2 separate regions of the Mus musculus genome follow, and region 1 is linked to region 2. Evidence: chromatin contacts called from public HiChIP or PLAC-seq data. All regions are on one chromosome and are shown on one strand. The core of a region is the stretch at or near the end of the contact, and the rest is flanking DNA. Distances in the headings are between cores, read along the strand shown. Region 1 has its middle 5.7 kb from the start of Taf8. Region 2 overlaps Ubr2 (ubiquitin protein ligase E3 component n-recognin 2).

The links. HiChIP or PLAC-seq counts read pairs in DNA pulled down with a chosen protein or histone mark.
Region 1: an H3K4me3 HiChIP or PLAC-seq map of bone marrow-derived macrophages shows a contact between it and region 2, with 6 times the contacts expected there. The contact joins two enhancer-like sites. A contact is called at or near these places in 7 of 39 promoter capture datasets (the 3T3-L1 cell line, the HPC-7 cell line, cranial neural crest and 4 more) and 4 of 115 datasets of contacts at active chromatin or transcription factors (bone marrow-derived macrophages, extraembryonic endoderm stem cells and stem cell-derived neural progenitor cells).

What each region holds. Positions count from the first base shown.
Region 1 is chr17:47,506,679-47,509,378 of GRCm38.p6, reverse strand. It overlaps a transcript of Ccnd3 not described here. Among named protein-coding and RNA genes, the nearest start is that of Taf8, 5.7 kb to the right of the region's middle. Within about 2 kb of position 1,263, at least 284 of the 459 cell types and tissues checked have an H3K27ac peak or open chromatin away from gene starts, as enhancers often do. A contact at or near this core is called in the HPC-7 cell line, bone marrow-derived macrophages and liver, where this site is marked.
Region 2 is chr17:46,993,759-46,996,458 of GRCm38.p6, reverse strand. All of the region lies in intron 2 of Ubr2 (ubiquitin protein ligase E3 component n-recognin 2), which reads left to right. Among named protein-coding and RNA genes, the nearest start is that of Ubr2, 15 kb to the left of the region's middle. Within about 2 kb of position 1,293, at least 131 of the 459 cell types and tissues checked have an H3K27ac peak or open chromatin away from gene starts, as enhancers often do. A contact at or near this core is called in the HPC-7 cell line, bone marrow-derived macrophages and liver, where this site is marked.

The DNA.
Region 1 (2,700 bases), core at 14-2,513, 510 kb before region 2:
AGGACTTTTTGAGAGACTTAAAAAGGCCTCCAGCCTTCAATTTTTTTGTTTCCCAAGTCTGCACTCTGCCTTGCAGGGTCTGTTTCTCTGTGTGTCTGCCGCATGTGTTTCCTCATTCCCAGTACCTGCCCTTCAACCGTTGGTTCTGTCTGCTGCTGTCTGCTTGCAGTCTGAGATTTCCCTCGACACTACCAGCTGCTTCCTACTTCCTAATTCTTAAAGTGGCAGAGCACATAAACCTGATCAAAACTTGTAGACCTTAAGAAAAAGACCTCAGAGCCGGGCGGTGGTGGGGCACTCCTTTAATCCCAGCACCTGGGAGGCAGAGGCAGGCAGATTTCTGAGTTCGAGGCCAGCCTGGTCTACAAAGTGAGTTCCAGGACAGCCAGGGCTACACAGAGAAACCCTGTCTCAAAAAAAAAAAAAAAAAAAAAAAAGGGTCTCAGGGCTGAAGAGAAGGCTCAGTGGTTAAGAGCACTGACTCCTCTTCTGAAGGTCCTGAGTTCAAATCCCAGCAACCACATGGTGGCTCACAACCATCTATAATGAGAGCTAATGCCCTTTTCTGGTGTGACTGGAGATAGCTACAGTGTACTTACATATAACAATAAATAGATCTTTAAAATATATATATTTAAGAAAGAAAGGAAAGAAGGAAGGAAGGAAGGAAGGAAGGAAGGAAAGGGCATCAAATCCCCTGAACTGCAGTGACAAATGGACAACTGTGAGTTGCTGGGAATTGAACCTGGGTCATCTGAAAAAACAGCCTGTGCTTTTCTGGTGTATAGGGTCTCTCTACATAGCCATGGCTGTCTGACTATGTGAACTCTCTCTGGACGCTGGTTTTCAAGATGATAAGCTGGGACAGAGGTGCACGCACATGCGCACCTAGAATTACGGTGAGAAACACTACGGAGCCCCTAAGTGGTTGTTGAAGCCACATGACCCAGAGTTCAAAGGTTTTTAGGGGTGCTTTAGGGAGAAAGTGAGGGGCTGAGACCAGAGAAGACACAGACTCCAGTCTTACTGCAGGAAAGGTGCCCTAGGTCGGCAGCAGGGACAGGGACAAGGACAGGAATTGACAGCTCTTTGAAACGCAGAGGATTTAAACTTTAAAAGTCTGTGGGCAAAATAAACACACCTACCGTTCAGCAGGGAAAGGGAAACTTGGCAGAGGTCCCAGAACTTTCCCCACCCACAATCCGCCCTAAACTTCCTCTTGTGGTTTCTCAAGGGTACAGGCTGTTCTTGCTCTACAAGTGAGGGCGGAGGGAAAGGGGCGTGCCCAGGGTTCCACTGTGCCCAGACCCTGGGAGCAGAGAGGAAGAGGTGGGAGGGCGCAGAGGAACTTTGTTTGCATTATTCATACACTTCACAACCTTAGTCCCTCACCCTCAAACCCGACATCAACACCCATCCCTTCTTAGGATCAATGCTTAGACGTTCTTTGAAAAAACAAAAAACAAAACAAAACAAAAACAACTTTTACTTATTTTACACATATGGATTTCTTGCCTACATGTAGGTATGCACACCCTGTGCATGTGTGGTGGAGACCAAGGGAGGGCTTCTGATGCCCCTGGAACTGGAGTTACAGACATTTTGAGCAGACAACTGGGTACTGGGAATTGAACCCAGGTCCTCTAGTATCTCGGCCAATGCCCTTAACCTCTGAGCCACCTCTCCAGCCCTGTAAGTTGGTCTTTCTAGTGCAGGTCTCACTTATGTAGACCAGGCTGCCCTCAAACTCAACTCACAGACACTGGCCTGGCCTGTCTCTACCTCCTGAGTACTGGGATTGCAAATTGAGTCGTGATCATAGCAGACATAGAGACCTGCCCTGGGCATCTCCAAATCTATGCAGAGAGGTCCTCGGAGAAACCAAGAGTTTCGGAGAGGAGGCAGAGAAAACAACTAGACTTCAGGAAGGCTGCCCTGTAGAGGGGCTCACATCCCTCACAGACACTGTCTCCAACTTGCAGGGAGTAGATCCAAGGGTGCTGCTTTTCATGAAGTGACACGGGAGATTCGAGGGGAGAGCACCTTAAGCTCCTCCCATTTCTATATCATCTTCTTAATCAGATTCCAAGGTCCACTGTTCTTCGTGAGACATAGGATGAGAGAGTCTAAGTCTGTCTGCAGACACTCCAGAAGAGGGAGTCAGATCTCATTACAGATGGTTTTGAGCCACCATGTGGTTGCTGGGATTTGAACTCCAGACCTTTGGAAGAGCAGTCGGGTGCTCTTACCCACTGAGCCATCTCACCAGCCCCGAGAGAGTCTGAATGTGCCTATGACAAAGCAGGTGTGGTAGGTAGCACATGCCTTTAACCCTGGCACTCTTCAGAGAGACCAGACATTCAAAGTCAGCTCACCCACATAGTTTCAGGCCAACCTGGGTTACAAGACTCAAAGGACAAATGGAACTCAGGCCGTGGCTCGTGGAGAAGGAGTTGGTGTGCATGTTAAGATCTCAGGCAGCCATGTAAAAGTGGCCAATGTTAGTAATCCAAGCACAGTGAGGTTGGACAGGGAGGGAGACAGGTGGATACCAGGGGTTGGGGCCAGGGCTTCAACAAGTGGTTGTGAGCTACCATGTGCATGCTGAGAACCGAACCTGGGTCTCCTGCAGTCGTAGTAAGTGCCCTTAACTGTTGAGCCATCTCTCTAATTCCCTGACACTCCTTTCTTGTTCCCTCT
Region 2 (2,700 bases), core at 44-2,543:
GGCTGGGATGAGTGTCCTTCCAGTTCTGGTAACCTGGCTTAGAAGGGAAAACAGGTTTGGCAGGAGAAGGTCAGAAGGAGTTTGTTTTCTGAGGCCTGAGGCACCTCCGTGTTATTCAAGCCACTAGGAAGGCACAGGCGGGGAACATGTGTGTCATATCACACCAGGCCTCTGACTACCAAGCCCTTGTTCATTCTTGCCTGCCTTTTATTCTCACATGCCAGTGTTAGTTGTTGTTTCACTCATATTTAATAAAATGTGGGAAAATGGGCTCATGTCTTGTTTTTGTTTTTTTTTTTTTTGTTTTTTTTTCAGCTAAATTCAGATGTGTAGACATGCACTTTTTTTGTTAAAAATAAATCACGGAGGCTGGAGAGCGGCTCAGCAGTTCCGAGCACTGTCTGCTGAGGACTCAAGTTTCCTTCCCAGCATCCATGTCGGTCTGCTTGAAACCACTTGTAACCCCAGTTCCAGGGAGGCTAACTCACCTCTGTCCTATGCAGGCTAGTGCACTCGAGGTGCAAATACCCACATTTAGATACACAGAAATACATATAATTTAAGATACTAAAAATAAGTATTGGAAAACATGTGATATGCTGGTGATGGCTCAGCAGGAGTGGGTCTTTGTCATCAAGCCTTAACCCAAGTCAGATCCTCAAGACCACGTGATGGAAAGAGAGGACTGACAGCTGCAGGTCATCTCTGACCTCTGCATGTGCACTGTGGTACAGAGGCTTGCTCACACACACACACACACACACACACACACACATATCTATAAATAAAAAAGTGTTTTTGAGTATTCTTCTTTTATTTTAATGGATTATTTCTTGTGACCACTGAAACTTAGAAGTGTGGCCTGTTGTTTGGAACTGTCATCCCTAGTAAAGGCTGGGGAGTTTCTGAGATGGAGAAAGCAAAATAAGACCTCGATACGGTTTCCTAGGTTGTCAGCCCTAGAGAAAGAATTGTGGGGTAAGAATCCCAAAGTAGGAGATGTTGATGAATTTTACTGCAGAGAGAAGGGGGGCATGCTGGCCTCCAGAGAACTGTGCTGCTGGAGTACGGGACCCCTGTCTTATGGACACACTAGGTGGAGGAGAGGAAGGAGTTCAGGTGACCCATTCTAAGACAGGTGCCGTTTGCCCCTGTACGCTTCACTCTTTCTGTCCTTACATGGGGTTTTCACGTGTGTCAGGTGCATGATGGGAACAACTAGTTTGCAAGGCTGGCCATCAGCACAGCTGGCCACGCTGTGTCCAGCCCCTGTGGGCGGTGCTGTGGGTTAATGTTGCAGCAGCCACAGGATGGCCTGCTGTAACATAGCTCTGAGGTTGCATCAGCAGCCAGCCTCCATGCAGTTTGACCCTTCGTGGGAAAGCAAGTTGTCTTGTGGTACTGCCCTCTTTTACCACAAAGTACACGCAAAGGTACTTTGCCACATAGCACACTTGGGCTGTGGAAAGAGATGTTGGTAACTTAGCAAGATGGACTTGTCTTGAGCTCACATCCCCTGTTATCCCAAACTGGGCTGCCCTGTGAGTCCTGTTTCCCAGCTGCAGATGTGAAACATGTATCTAGTGCCTCAGGCAGAACAACAAACATTGTCGGCTCCCAGGGCTACTGCTGAGAGTGCTGGGACAGTACAAAGGTGACATTTTGCTGCTCACTCTGTTCCTTTTTTATTTTATGTATGTGACTACACACTTTAGCTGTGCAGATAGTTGTGAGCCTTCATCTGATTGTTGGGAATTGAATTTAGGACCTCTGTTCTCTCCAGTCGGCCCCATCTGCTCCAGCCCAAAGATTTATTTATTATAAATACGTACACTGTAGCTGTCTTCAGACACAGAAGAGGGCATCGGATCTCATTACGGGTGGTTGTGAGCCACCATGTGGTTGCTGGGATTTGAACTCAGGACCTTTGGAAGAGCAGTCAGTGCTCTTATCCGCTGAGCCATCTCTCCAGCCCCCACTGTTTCTTTAGTAGTGCTGTTAGTTGTATGTTTCCAATTCTCGTTCAGTCGCATTTACTTGTCAACTAGCTACTCTGGAGAGTGTTCTTCAGGTTAGGTATAGAAAACCCAGCCATTCTGGGTTTGCAGCCTCAAATATTCCCTCTGCCTTAGAACATGAGGCATCTGTGTCTCATAGGAACATTTGCTGCCCCATTCTTTGGGAAATTTTTTATTTATTTAACTATAGACAAGCAAATCCGCAAACTGTCAGAGCTGTCTTGATTATTATGGATACTAAACATAATTGCCTTTATGCACTAGAGGTGAGACTGAGAGAAACCCATCCAGACGGGGAAATCCAGAAGAGATAGTTATGAATCTAAGAACACCAAGGAGCCAAATAATGAAAACCTTTCATCCCAACACTTGGGAGGCAGAAGTGGTCAGATCTCTGTGGGTTCAAAGCCAGCCTGGTCTACATAGTGAGTGCCAGGGCTGTACAGAGAGGCCTCGTCTCGGAATAAAGGAAACAGTAACATAACAGCACTCTCTGGCCTCCACTTTAGATGCAACTTCCACAAAAACTTGCAAACTCTGACTTAGGGGTTTGCTTAGCTTCCGGGGTCAGTGTTCCTGGACCTGTGGAGCAATGGACCATTCCAGTCGCATGTGTGCTCACGGGCTCCTCGCACGCTCCAGTGTGAAGCGGAAACCTTTGTGCTGATTGCATTGAGTGAAG